3 separate regions of the Mus musculus genome follow, and all the other regions are linked to region 1. Evidence: chromatin contacts called from public HiChIP or PLAC-seq and promoter capture Hi-C data. All regions are on one chromosome and are shown on one strand. The core of a region is the stretch at or near the end of the contact, and the rest is flanking DNA. Distances in the headings are between cores, read along the strand shown.

What was found. Promoter capture Hi-C pulls out the DNA fragments that hold promoters and counts their contacts. HiChIP or PLAC-seq counts read pairs in DNA pulled down with a chosen protein or histone mark.
Region 2: an H3K27ac HiChIP or PLAC-seq map of the NIH/3T3 cell line shows a contact between it and region 1, with 5 times the contacts expected there. The contact joins the enhancer-like site here to the promoter of Etaa1 in region 1. A contact is called at or near these places in 10 of 39 promoter capture datasets (the HPC-7 cell line, cranial neural crest, embryonic stem cells and 3 more), 9 of 484 Hi-C or Micro-C datasets (brain, cardiomyocytes, cerebellar granule neurons and 5 more), 8 of 115 datasets of contacts at active chromatin or transcription factors (the NIH/3T3 cell line, cardiomyocytes, differentiating embryonic stem cells and 5 more) and 2 of 9 other capture datasets (embryonic stem cells and macrophages).
Region 3: a contact with region 1 is called in a promoter capture Hi-C map of embryonic stem cells, with 4 times the contacts expected there. The contact joins the enhancer-like site here to the promoter of Etaa1 in region 1. A contact is called at or near these places in 7 of 39 promoter capture datasets (the 3T3-L1 cell line, embryonic stem cells, hippocampal neurons and 2 more), 2 of 115 datasets of contacts at active chromatin or transcription factors (embryonic stem cells and extraembryonic endoderm stem cells) and 1 of 9 other capture datasets (macrophages).

Annotation. Positions count from the first base shown.
Region 1 is chr11:17,951,826-17,956,412 of GRCm38.p6, reverse strand. Etaa1 (Ewing tumor-associated antigen 1) reads left to right here and starts at 2,538. Exons shown (of 6, transcript NM_026576.4): 1 at 2,538-2,850; 2 at 3,710-3,835; 3 at 4,085-4,161. The coding sequence starts at 2,619. It overlaps Etaa1os (Ewing tumor-associated antigen 1, opposite strand), which reads right to left and starts at 2,443. Exons shown (of 3, transcript NR_131915.1): 1 at 2,328-2,443.
Region 2 is chr11:19,005,288-19,009,874 of GRCm38.p6, reverse strand. The region is part of intron 6 of Meis1 (Meis homeobox 1); the gene reads left to right. It overlaps Gm16141 (a long non-coding RNA gene), which reads right to left. Exons shown (of 3, transcript XR_381070.4): 1 at 584-4,587. Among named protein-coding and RNA genes, the nearest start is that of Meis1, 11 kb to the left of the region's middle. Within about 2 kb of position 2,089, at least 74 of the 459 cell types and tissues checked have an H3K27ac peak or open chromatin away from gene starts, as enhancers often do. A contact at or near this core is called in the NIH/3T3 cell line, cardiomyocytes, cerebellar granule neurons and 4 more, where this site is marked.
Region 3 is chr11:18,955,400-18,959,986 of GRCm38.p6, reverse strand. All of the region lies in intron 7 of Meis1 (Meis homeobox 1), which reads left to right. Among named protein-coding and RNA genes, the nearest start is that of Gm16141, 32 kb to the left of the region's middle. Within about 2 kb of position 2,031, at least 91 of the 459 cell types and tissues checked have an H3K27ac peak or open chromatin away from gene starts, as enhancers often do. A contact at or near this core is called in embryonic stem cells and extraembryonic endoderm stem cells, where this site is marked.

The DNA of each region.
Region 1 (4,587 bases), core at 1,289-3,788:
TTTTAATGCCTTTTGCTGAGGAGAGTTATTGTGGTCTTTGCTGTATGGCCCCAGGTAAAGTCAGCTGGATAGCCTTGAGCTGCCCCACCAGGCAAGGTGAAATGATTTGGCAACCCAGTGACTTGGTTTGGAGCACCCACAGTGATACCGATGTGGTTTACCCTGCCAAGGGTGTAGAGGAGAAGCTAGAGACGTCCGTGGTAAGCAATCAGACCTTTGAGATCTAACTCTCTTTAGGCTTGGAGGAGCCTTGTGGAAGAAGCTCCTGGTAGTAAGGATTTTCTCTTTGGGCTTGCAGGATCAGGAGAGAAGCAGCTGGCAGGACACAGATAAAACAGTATTCTAGAAAAGAGAGGTAAGAAGCCCTCTTGGGTTTGGAAGACATCAAGAGAAAGGTAGATTAGCTTCATAGAATGATACAGATAGAACAGTATTTCTAAAGAGCTAGCAGTTTAGTTGTAGAATCAGGCTTGTACATAGATGTTTTGTAAATAGTTAAGAAAATAAAATTACATCGCTTAGTTAGCAGGTTTTACCTCAGTTTCTGCCTCTTGTGTCTTTATTGGCATAAATATATTTTTTCTGTCATGATGACAGTATACATAATTTTATAAAATAAAAACTATTTTACAATTAAAAATAGAACCAATTTGATTTGATTTAGGGATATGGATTGAGACAAAGTCACCTCATTTTTTTCCATGTGTGATTCATATCGATGTAAATTATATATAATCCATATATATAATACACATATAAATGTACTTTTTCAGTTATCATTTGTATTTTCTGAGATAAGATCACTCAATATAACCCAGGTGGCCTCAAACTCTCAATCCTCCTGCTTCTGCCCTCTGCATGCTGGGAGGATTGCACATATGAGCTACCATTCCATCTGGCTATACTGTTTATCTCCCATAGTCCTTCCTCATTATTTAAATGGCTTTTATTTGTATTATACAAAGCCTGTACTTAGGTGTAAGTCAGTGCTTCCACCTAAGCACTTTATCTGTCCCATCCATTTATTTGTCTGTCCCTTCACCGCTAGAACATTGTTGTAAGTCTTAACCACTCTCCTGACATTTGGGTGAGATTCAGCTTCATTATGCTTCAAGAGATCAAGAAATTTCTTGTCTCTTTTTCCTTTTTCATTCCATGTCTTAGAGTAAAGGTATCCTCCCTTTGCACAGGCATGTGCCTCCCGCTCTGAGACTAAGGGCATCAGCACTGACTATACACCAGTTTGGGAAGAATTGACTCTTTAACAGTAGTGAGTGACACAGACCACAAACACAGCATAGCCCTTTTTATTTTGGCCTTCAATTTATTTCTAAGGTGTTTTATAGTTCTCTCTGTAGAGTTGGCACTCTTTTGTTTTACTATTTATCGCAAATCATATTCTTTAAAAACTTAGAATTTGGTTTATTACTAATCTATTAAAGCACAATTAACCTCCGAGTTTCACTTTATTTGGGGCATGGAAGAAGGCACAACTACGCTGATGATTCTGTTCAGGACCTAGACCTGTGGTCCTAGCACTGACAAGCTTGAGACAGGAAGACCAGGAGTTCACAGCGAGACTGCATTAAATAAGGAGGCAGGGCACACATAAGACACTGTCTGAAAAACAAAAAGACAGACACACTTCATGATAAGGAAACTGGAGTGTTACAGATATAAAACCAAATAATCTTTATGGCTATCTTTAGTGCCCTAAGTAGCCATTAAGGACCCAGCTGTCAGGATTGGCATCCTGAAGGCTAGCAGGTAAAAACTTTGGAATGCACTGTTACCAGATCACTAACTTCCATCAACGAAAGGATGGGTCTCATAAATTATATCCTTACCTAAAGCCTATGGACGAATCATCTCCTGCTTTGCTGTAACCCACCTACTACCTGTTGTCCCCAACAAAGCGCCTGGCAAATGCTTTGTTTTTTGTTCTGTGACTGTTAAAGTCTGTGCGATTGCTTTTATATTGAAACATGTTTTTAGGCCAACCTGAATCAATGCTCCCTGGCCATGGAAATTATTACTTGATTCAAAATAAACACTATTTTATTCCTACTAAGATGACAGCTCTGTTTTGCATGTACAGTTTCCAGCGACTGTTAGTTTATTAAATTAATACGTTTTCCTACATTTTGGAGCTACGCACATAACAGAACATCTATGAACTATTGCGTTTATTACCTCCTAAACTATAGTCTTTATTTTCTCATATTATCGAATAACACACCATCATTTGAATCTTAGAAATAATCAATTAAATTTTAAATTCAATAAGAATCTGTCATTGTATATGAACTCTTTACTGTCTCACATACCAAGTTCCTGTCACAGATCCAGAAAAGGGTCCTGCAGTTCCTGCTAAGTTGGACGAGTCTGATGGTAGACCTCAGAAAACTCCTGTTTCCTCAGCCCTGGCCGCAGCCTTCTAACCCCGCCCCTCACACTGACGCAGCCAATCCGCACCATGCGTAGTAACCCGCCCCTAGACGGAGGCAGCCAATTAGAAGCAGCGTATTTTGCGCGCCCGACTTGCAAAGATGGCGCTGCACGGTGGCGCGCGGGCTCTCTGTCGAGCAGTTGCCCTGCTCCGCTGTAGCAAAATGTGAATGCAGCTGAAGGACGGTGGCACGGGAATGAGTCGGCGAAGGAAGCATGCGGACAGCCCTGCCCGGAGGAGCACGCCGCACAGGGCGGCTGCTAAGAACTGCCGCCCGGCGGCAGAGCCGTGGCTGCGGGAGTCCAGGGCGGCCTGCAGCTCCCAGCTCCGCCGGGCGGGAACGCGGTCTGCGCGGCGGGCGCAGCGGCAGGCAGCGGCTGACGGCGGGCGCAGTCCCCGGGGTGAGGAGAGGGCGGGGAGCGGAGCCTGGCGGTGCAGACCGGGCGGGAGGCCTGGGGCTGCAGAGCCGAGTCCGGTAAACCGGGCCTTTTCTGAACGTCTGGTTGTGGGCGGGGCCTGTGCCGTGGACTGTGTTCCGGAAACTGGGCACCTACGCTGGTTGTTGTTGTTTTCCTCGCTGTTTTGTTTTGCAAAAAGGGCCACCTCAGAAACCGTAGTGTGCTCCCGGAACTTGCTAGGTGTAACATCCGGTTAGCCCAGCAAACCGATGGCGCGTTCATTTCTGTAAACTTGGAGTTAAGAGATATCTATCCCAATAAGGACCAAACTCATAACCTCTATCCTAGGGTGTGTCCGTAAAATACAATGTCTGTTACCTTGCTTGTTTCTGCTATGAATAAAACGAGGCTGGGAAAGAAAAATAACATTGTAAACCTTCAAGTGATTCTAGACAGAGCTTCCCTAGAAACAAATCACTATTGGTTTTGGGGTGTATGGAGTAAAAAAAAAATTGGGTCGAGTTTACAGGAGGGGCCTTGTGAGAGTTTAGCTTGGCTTTCTGTTTGGATGCATTTCCTGTACATCTGCTGACGTCATGGAGGTACCTAAAGCCTGGTGATAGTAATTCAGTGATCAGATGGTATCATTCCTGGGCCTATGGAATTTTCAAAGAACACTTCCTAACTACAGTGCTAAACTTATGAAGTATTAAGATATTATTTTCATTGAAACATTTCTATTGTGGTTAAAGTAACTGTCTTTAGGAGACAAGCTTTGTATTGGACATGAAAATTAATTGTTTGACTTTAGCTTTTATGAAGTAACGTAACACTTAGAAGCAATGATTGTCATCTTATGCAGGAAAGGAGACGCCAGTACAAATCGTGAAAATGGATTTATTATCCTGTACCTTCAGTTCTCCAAATGATCCAGATGGACAAACTGATATCTTCTGGGATCAAAATTCTCCAATGACAAAGCAGTTAGGTAATCTGTTGTTATTTTTATGTGGGTAGGTGCTTGAAGAATTATTGTCGGTAAAATTTTAGTCTGGTAACATCATAATACAACGGTTTTGGGTTTTTTGTTTTGTTTTTTAGAACCTCATGTGTGATTTTTCTGTCTGATTCTAGGGTGGAGTCATTAAGTTGTACTGATTACAATTGTTTCCTAAAAAGTGACAACTGATTTTAGAATTCTTGGTCTAAAATTCATAGAAATGTCTTGTTTCTTTAGGTAAAGGAAGAAAAAAGCAGATTTCCAGTGCATACAGTGATGAGATTTCACATATTGTTAACCGTATTGCTCCTCAGGTAAGTATGGCAAATCTCATAGTTTATCAAACAGCAAAGATTGTATGTGGTGTACTTGCGTGGTTCTTTCATATGTAAAGTAACATGTTTATAGAGCAACCAAGGTTACATTTGGCTTTTCTGACTGCATGCCTTGAAAAAAGGAACAAACTGTAGAATGTGCAATATGGTCATATATCATAATCCATGGGAGATGGTTTCATGACCCCTTTGGATAACCAAATCTCCTGATTGTGAAGTTCTTTGCATAAAGTGGTGTGGTTTTGTATGGTACCCTGTGTGTGGCTGTCTCTCCTTTTCTTCATTTATTCTTTCATTCATGTGATAATGCTGAAACTCAAACTTGGGGACTCACTTTTACTGGGCCTGTGCTCTGCCACAAAGCTAGCCTCCATTCCTTCCCAATTGTTTAAGTCATCTCTAGGT
Region 2 (4,587 bases), core at 840-3,339, 1.1 Mb before region 1:
TGCCCATGAGTGATCAGGCAAAGCAGATCTCTAGAAGTGTCAGCGGGAGAGTCGGAAACTAGTCGGTGTAGATTGGTACAAAGAACCAACCAAAAAAAAAAAAAAAAAGTATGAGCATATGAAGGTGGGAAAGCGGCAGGCTAGTCCCTGTCCTAGTACCCAAGACTGCCCAGCCGCTTTAGGGGCTCAGTCACCAACTCCGGTAAATGCAGATTCCACTAGTAGCTGCTGTTGAGTAAAAATTGTAATCCAACAAGCTGAACTAGAAAATGGGATTCTAAAAGCTCCGGAGTACTGGGTACATAAAGCTATTTGAGCAAATTACAAGAATCGCTTAGGGGCATGAATGAAATCAACACTTTAATTGCCTCCAAAATGAAGATTTATACCCCATTTTCTCAACGAATCATTATTTTATTAAAGTCAAAGATAAAGGACCAAAGTTATGGAGTTTGGGGAGCATAGAGGATACAGAATTAATAAAACGTTATTGAGTTCTCCCCTACTCCTTCCCAAACTTACCTTACTTAGTTTCATTAGTCATGTGTTGGGTAAACATGTGCCTTTTATTCTCCATTCCTACCTTCCAAAAGAGAATGGTGCAGGCGGTCCACGCCATTAGGATGTGGGCTTCGTATGTTTGTCTGGGTTTATGGAGCTGTTGGCTCGTGGCTGGTGAGCTTGCCAGTGCACCCAGATCGGTTGGATTGAGGACAGCGATGGATGTATGTTCTTTCTATTGTCCAGTTCTAAAAAGACAAGAGCTAGCTAGTGTGGAGGAAAGGGTCTAGGGGAGGTGAAAGCAAGATGCTTTGTCTGGGAGCAGGGTGGGCTGGGCTTCTCTTCTCCTGAAGGGGTGGGGAGTGAAGGTCAAGGCACCAGAGCCACCTCATGGTCTCCAAGTGTTGGTTTAGAAGTCTAGGGCTGGTCCCAGGGGGATGCTGAGGCCCGTTGTGGATCCTCAGGAGCCAGACATGGAAGAGTGGCTTCTCCACCTGTCAACGAAGGTGGCCCAGCCTGTTAGAGACCCGGCACTGGAGCTAGGTACCCTAGGGGACTTTACACTTCAGGAAGGCCTAGTTAGCTCATTAACCACGCTGTCTCTAGGGCCTGCTGGCAGTACGGTTTATTTTGTTTTATCTCCCTTACCCTCGGAAGACACCGAGGTTGCCATTCTCACCAGGCCTGGGATCAAGGACTTTTATGCCAGCCAATTTCCTGGAGTGCTATTATGCTGGTGGGAAATCCACTTGTTCATGTAATGTTGTAGGACCTACATCTATCTATCTATCTATCTATCTATCTATCTATCTATCTATCTATCTATCTATCTATCTATCTATCTAACATAAAATGTATCATATATCATATCGTATCAATATCATATATATTGTATATCATATCAGATTTAAGACACCAGTAGAAGCTGTAATCCTATTCTTACCCACTTCCTAGGGGTTCACGGTCTTCTCCACTCTTAGAGGCCATCTGGAGGTCCCCTGGCCATGCCTAGTGGCCGCCAGCCTCCTGGGCGCCCTCTCCCGACCGCTGCGCTATCGCTAGGCGCAGATGCCCGCGACCCCGAGGGGTTGCAGAGAGCCTAGACAGGAATTGCTGGTCTCAGAGGGCCAGGCTGAAACCCGTAGAGTACTGAAAGGGAGGCGTCTAGGCTAAGGTTTGGCTGGGAGGACGCGGGCTAGGCGGTGCTGGAGACTAGGGGTCGTGGGTAGAACTGGGGGTGCCTGGCGGGGATGCTGGTCTTGAGGCTGCACTACCGGATGTCGCCTTTCTTCCCGGGCATATCTGGTCCTCTTTATTCTCGAATCTAAGCAGTTTGGACTCCAAGGACTAAGGGAGATAGGAGCGGAGAGCCTCGGGGCTGGCCAGGTCTCGGGGAGAGAGCAGAGATTAGCCAGGCCTGTGCTCCGCCATCAGCGGCGACCCAGCTTCTCTCCAGCGGGGAAGCTGGACGCGGAGAAATCTTCGGATTACAGTTTTATTCAACAGCAGCTCTCCAGGAGTTCCTCCTCAGAATCTGCATTTAACTGCTCCTGGGCCGGGGCTGGCGGCCTGAGCAGGGCGCCCTGTTGCGTGTTAATCCTGACAGGCCCGTGACGTCCGAGGCCAAGTACTGTGGCTTGCTGAGATGAAGCTCAGAAGCCCCGCTGGCACCACAGGTTAAAAGCCAAGTGCTAGCTGGCTCCCTGGGGTGGAAGCAGCTTGAGGGCGAGGGCGGGCACCCAGCCCCCGGGCTGGGCAGCCTAGGCTTCAGGGCGCCTGGTCACCAGGTCCAGGAGATCTAGAGAGGTCTGAGCCATTGCGAAGGGTTCTCAAATGGGCCTGGGAACTTTGATGGAGATGGTTTTTATCTATTTGCGAAGTTCCGAATGCCTCTTTTAAAGCATAGTTTGAGTGAAACAGTTTTAAAACCGAAATCAGACTTGACTGAAAGCTCTCCCCTATTACGAAGTAGCAAGGAAAGTCATCCTCGGGAGATTTCAGCTTCCTGCTGGAAGAGGTTCCTGGAAGAGGTTCCTGTAAGGCGGGGACAACCTAATGTCCTTCATGGCTTATATCGGCAGCTTAGAAAAAAAAATGATGAGGCAGCAGATGTTTACCAATACTAGAAACAATTGTGTTTTCATCTACTCAAAAACTGGATACAACCAGCAGTGGGTAGGCAAACAGGCCCTTAGGTAGCTTGTTTCTGAATGCTTACATTTAATACACTTTTAAAAAAAATCTGTAAATCCTTCATAGGATCTTATTTAAGAACTTATTCCTGAGCCTCTCAGTGCACAATCTTTGTAGAATATGGAGTGTTAGCATTATCTAACTTTACTGTAGATTGTTGTTGTGGGTCACATGATGTATCTTTAATTCATTTTTTGAAATATGTCAGAGGAGAATTATGGCAAGATTCTCTTTAATGATTAAATAATAAGGTGTTGACTGCTTGTCACTACACGGGCTAATTGGGATGCACATTCCAGATCCTCTGTTGCTTTGAATTAAAAGTTACTTATTTAGCAGGTATGTTTTTATTGTTATTTTCTGCTTGGCTTTTATATTTATGTATGGATTTGTGAGTAGAGATAGATTGATTCTTAATAGAGGTATTTAAAACATTTAAGAAAAACAATAAGAAAAAAGGGTATAGGATCTAGTCTATGCAAATAGCCTGGATTAATTACAACGTTAAATGTCAGCCAGGTTTAAATGCCAATAGTACACAGACTACTACTCCTAGGGCCTTTCCAGTTCCCCTCTTTCTCCTCTCTTCTTCATTTCCTTAGCTCCCCCCCCCAATTCCCTCTCCTCCCAGTAGAAGTCCCCAGTGCAAGTTCTATGGTTAATAGAAAGCAGCAATCCCAATGCTACTTTGTACAAAGCAAACTGTAACTATTGTTTCTGGTTTAACTAGCTCTGAGGCAATAGGTCACTCAAACAGCCATTCTTCTCCGTTGGAATGGCTCCATTGCTCACCATTCAGTAGTACATAGAGTAGTGTGCCCACTATGACTATTGGACTAATACTAAAGGAAGAGAAGGGGGGCAGGAAATAAAGGATGGAAATGTGGGTTCTCCTTTCCAAAAGGCAGCCAATATGCTAAAACTGTCCAACTCTGACAATAAATTTTGAATCACTTTGTTTTCAGACACTTATATATTCATATCTTAAAATGCTTGGCATAGCCCAAAAGATGTAAAACACAGCTGTTACTGGGCAATGGGAGGGAAAATACACATGGAAACTTCAGACTCAAAAAATGAGACTGCTTGTGGATCTGTAGCTGCAAAATGGTTATTAAGGCCAAGCAGATAGATTGAAGTATTAGCCTGGGGTCTACTAAGCAGTATACAGTCAGCTTAGCCTCCCTCGATGTTCAAAGTACATTTGGAGAAACTGCAAAGAATGATAACAGATTTTATTAAGGCTCTCACCATTAAGAAAATATTTTCAACATAGATTCGGATGAAACATTTTTTTCATATTGGCAACATTACGGTTTCCATTGCAAAAGCAATATTCTCTTATGGAAAGTAAACATGTCAAAAGTGTGAAGCTGTAGAGTATAGACGTGTGTTTGTGTGTGCCTTTCCGGGGATTGGACCCTACCTAAATCAGTGCTCTACCACTGAACTACACCACCAACCCTAAAGGTTTTAATAAATAATCATTTAATCATCAAACACAACCCAAGGATGTATACAAAAACTTCTAAAGGAAAGTGGGCATGCAGCCAAAGTCCTACAGGGCCTAACAGAGAAAAATTAAAAAAAAAATGAACATGAAATAAGACTTCCTGTAAGGAGTCTATAATTCAACATTATTTGACTCCACTGTCAAGGAAATAGTTGAAGGACAGTAAACTCGTATGATTCTCAGTCACTTCTGTTACACAGTCTTAAATGTTTGCAACTGTCACACTTCACATGGCCTCTTTTTGTGTATTATGACATCTGTCATATTTGTATTGAAGTAATACTCAAATGTATGCTCTAGTTGAAACAGAACCTTTTGCTGTTTCTTTTATGGTAAAAAAAAAGTTGATATTTCAGATTAAATACAATTATGAAAATTAG
Region 3 (4,587 bases), core at 782-3,281, 1.0 Mb before region 1:
GACCACGGATAGAGTGTAATATCAGCACATGGAAATGAACACTGGAAGTGTGTGCAAGGCAAGGGACACTTTACAGCATGACATATATTGCCGAGTTTCCACGATCTTACTGTTGCTGGCTCTCACACCAGTATTTCAAATGAGCTAGTCCCTTCTCACTAGCAACTTTTTTACAGACCAAGGAAGAGAGTCTTGGCAGAATTGAGGCACTTCAGAAAGATGTTGTAGGAAGTAGTAGCAGGCACATGACTTCAGTCCCAGCTGTGGCCTGGAGTTTAGACAAAATTCATGTACTTGGAGAAGTGAGAGCATTGTAAGGATGAGCATCAGGGGCCCAATGTGGTGACATCACTCTTTGACTGCTTGGGAATTTGCCCTTGATTCATTGCCCACTTCCAGAAAGCGTGACCTGGAACCACCATCCCACAGCCCAACTGTCTGCTACCACAGAATATCCACAATCCTTTTCTAAACATAATACATTATTATTTTAATAATAACAAGCAAGTACAGAAGAGAGGCCTTGAGTATGGCCTCTTTGAACAGCTTCATAATTTCATTTGAAACAGGAAGTTCACAAGAATGGGAAAAGTGGTCAGTGGGTAAAGCAGTGACCTGCATTGGATCCCCAGAATACACATAAAGGTAGACTGAAAAAGCTGACGCCACAAAGCTGTCCTCTGATCCTCACATGCAACCTGTGGCAAAGGTAACTGCCCACTCTTGACATCGCATACACCTATAATAATTTCAATTTTAATATGAGAGCAATCTCATTTTATCCTTTGAAAGTGTTTACACTCCTCTGGCTTTCCCTTCTCTTCTTACTGCATGATCCTTAAAAATTGGATATTTTTAAATCAGCTCATACTAGGGTCTTTCAGCTTTAAAAGAAACATAGCCAGCTCTGGGCCAGCAGAAACCCACTATCCAACTTGCCAGTAACTTTCTGGGATCAGGCAACTCTTCCTTCATTGCCTGCATCACACAAGAGGAGAGTTGAGGCAGCTGGTTGCAGAGATGCTGAACTTATAGGGCCTTTCTTCTCCTGCTTCTGAAAGAAAGAATTATTTGGATGAGAGTGAGGACCAAAGAGGATGGCTATATTTCCCACTCCTACCTTTGGTACCCAGTATGGAAATAATTCTCTCAGAGACTACCTTGATTGGGACAGACTTGGCACAATTTACCAGTTTTAGGTTTCAGGTGAGAAGAAGGTAGGAGATGGTGAGGATTTACAGGGACTTACTAGAACCCCAGCACCACAGAGCAGAAACACCCCCATATTAAGAGGAATGCAGCCTTGGAGTGCTTAACCTGGATATAGAACTTGGCCTCTGTACAGACAGCTGGGTGGTCCAAGACAGAGTGTCCAAAGGGTTTAGCAAGTTTGGGCCTGGCATTTTGGCATACCCCATCTGTTAGGTGGGGCCAGAAGCAAGGAATTCTAGGCCACAGGCCAACTCAGAAGTCAGACAGGCCTGGGGTTGGCATTATAAGGTCTGTTTGTGAGGACATGGCCATTGCTCACTCAGTCCTGCTGAAAGGGGGCTAGGGCAGCGGCCAGGAACAGACCTTTTCTCAGCTGAGGTAGTGTTCGGGCCACAGGTAGGTCCCTAATTGGGATTGAAGCTGAGCTTTCTGTACCTTCTTGCTCCAGATAGATTTCAGTTGGTGTCCTTTGACATCACTGCTGAAAGCCTCCTGTCACCTTCACAGCTTTGGGCTGTGCATGAACATAGTTTCCATGGGGACCACCACTGTCTCTTGGTGTGGGACACACATGTGCTTCTGCTCTAGGCTGGTGTTTCAAGAGTTAGCCAGCTAGCTTGTTTGTGTTTCTGTATTCCTTTGTCCAGGGGCAGGGAGATGTGTCCTCTTGTGACACAAAAATATTGAGAAAAACTAAAACAAAACAGAAAACCCCTAAGTTTCCTTTCACCTTCCCTTCTGCCCCTATTTCCCTTTTCTCGTGCTCACCAGCCTGCCCTGTCTGCGCGGTGAGAGCTTCCAATACCAAAGAGCCAGAGCGCCTCGGGTGAGGAAATACAGCTGCTGCTTTTCTCATCAGCGCATGCTCAGATTTCTGGTGTAGAGAGATCCTTGACGATGCTCGAGAATAGGGCCGGAAAGTTCAGGCACAGACTCATGATTATTTCAACAGTGGCTTCTCCGGGGTCCCTAGTCTAGCAAGAGTGCGTGCTTTAGCTGGAGAGCTTCCCTTCTCCACTTCCACCTCAAACGTGGAGGGCTTTTGTCTGTTTTTAAAATAGGACGTTCTCCTTGCCGCTCGGAGGTAAGGTGGGGCAAATTCTTCCAAGGTTTTGCATTGCAGCTTTACAAAGCCCTAAAGCTCGTAGCTTCCCATTCTTGTGAGCTTCCTGGGTTGGTGGACACTTACAATTCGACTTCTTTGTTTCAAGGCTTTCACACAGAGCCCTGCTTACTTCCTCTGACTCAGGTGTACAGATGCACCTCCCTGTGTGTCTTCCTTCTCTGCAGAGAAAATCAGATAAGACTGGGGGGGGGGGGCGGGGGGGGGGAGTTTGCAAGGCTGTGATGGCCTGTAGCAATGAATGAGGAAGGGTTGTTGACACCCTTCAAGGGTTTCTAGAGGTCAGGGAAAGGCCTGGTTTGACGTTATCTTATCTTAGGAGGTTAAAAGGGAAGGGTGGTGCTGGCATGATTAGGAGGTTAGCCCGGTGTCAGACCTGAGTTCAAATCTACAAAGGCCTGTATGCCTTATCTGTGGCCCGTTCCCAGAGTAAAACAGGACTATTCACAGAGGCTCCCTGAAGGTTTCTGGTCTCTGTACAGCCAGAGTCTGCAGTTAACGGGCTATTTCTGCCAGCTACTGAGACACTTAGTAAATCACAATGCCAGGATAACTCAATCTTGATTTTGATTTTAGTCTTTTGGTGTTGGTTTTAGGAGTGGGGGTTTTCCTCTGAAGCACAGCCTCTGACTTCACACTCAAGTGGTTCTCTTGCCTCAGCCTGAGCACAGGGACTGGAGCTATGACAGCACACGCCCGGCTTTAAGGACTTCTTTTTTTTTTAAAGGATGCTTTTTGTAGTTATTGTTTCGAATCATGAACAAATGAATTTTAACTTCTAAAATTTTCACAAGTATTATTTTATCTAAGATCAGTGCCACACCTGGTATCAGATATCAAGTGAGTGTTCTGGGACCAGTCCCTTTCAGCCTTTCTGTCAATTCTGACTACCCGGAACAACTTTTCCTACACGTCCTCCACAGGACACACCTTTCTGCTGGAGAATTTTTTTTTTTTTACATGACACAGTAGTGGAATATTTATTGCCAATAATCACATAAGACATTTATTCCAAGGGAATTCTTTGGTATACATATAATTTTACCATTTTGTTAAAGATGAAAGCAAATTTGCATAGTCATGAAATGGACAAGACTGGTGTTTGGCTCAGTGGAAGGGAGATTGCCCAGAATGTTTTGGCTGTAGGTTCAATCTCCAAGTGGATGCACTTGGTTAGTCTTACATTAAGAATGAAGTTACAGCAGGGATCAGAGTCTTCAACAGTTTTCAGAGCAGATTGATAATTCTACTTTATAACCATCAATGCTGAGAACACTGCTTTATATAGATACGTAAGATAAAGTAGCAAGAGGTTAGGGCCATTTCAGAAATGTCCCTGACCGATAGAAATTCTGTCCTAACCCCAAATGACGTTGTAGAAATCTTTATTTTTATTTTTATAGTTGTGTGTGTAGTAGGCAAGTCTGTGAAGGTCAAAAGACAACTTTGCCGAGTTGGCTCCCTCCCACCTCGTGGATTCTGAGATGAGGCTCAAGTCCGCAGGCTTGCCAGCCACTGCACTTAGCACTGAGCCATCTGGCAGGTCCTCAGTTCATCTTTTTTTTTTTTTTTAATGGAAATCAAGTTAGCAACTCAAGCAGCAGTTTTTAAAACGAAACACAATGTAATCCAGAGATAGCTAATCTGATGCATGTTGAGCATTGATGACAAGAAAAATACTGCATTTTGTTTTCCATAATTAATATTATGTTTCTAAAGGAGCAGAGCCCTTCATGTGGGCATGTGTGTACATGTATGTGCGAGCATGTTTGTGCGCATGTGCATGTGAATGAGTGTGTGCATGTGTGTGCATGTGTATGTGTGGCGAAAACTTTAGAAGTTTTAACAGCAATCTTGAGTTGCATCTGGAGTGGTTTAGGCTTCATTCTTTGTGAGTTTTCTTTTTACTAAATGTTTTTGTTGGCTGTCCAAACCAAGGCTGCAGTGAAGTTTCACGATGCAACATGGTCAAGTGCTCCCACAAGCGCCTGAGATTCATTTGACATTGAGTTTTAATAAATTTTTAATTATTTTATGTTTTTAAATGTTTTACTATAATACACACACACACACACACACACAAAACAAGTTTTAAATTCAGTCACATGATCTCATAGGGTCATGACCCACCATTTAAGAAACTATCATCCGGATGAGGATGAAAAGCCATTTTCTTATAGTGTATCTCATTTTTCTATCTTAAAGAGAATTCTGTCCATGTTAATCAAACAAACCCTCTGTTTCACAACAGG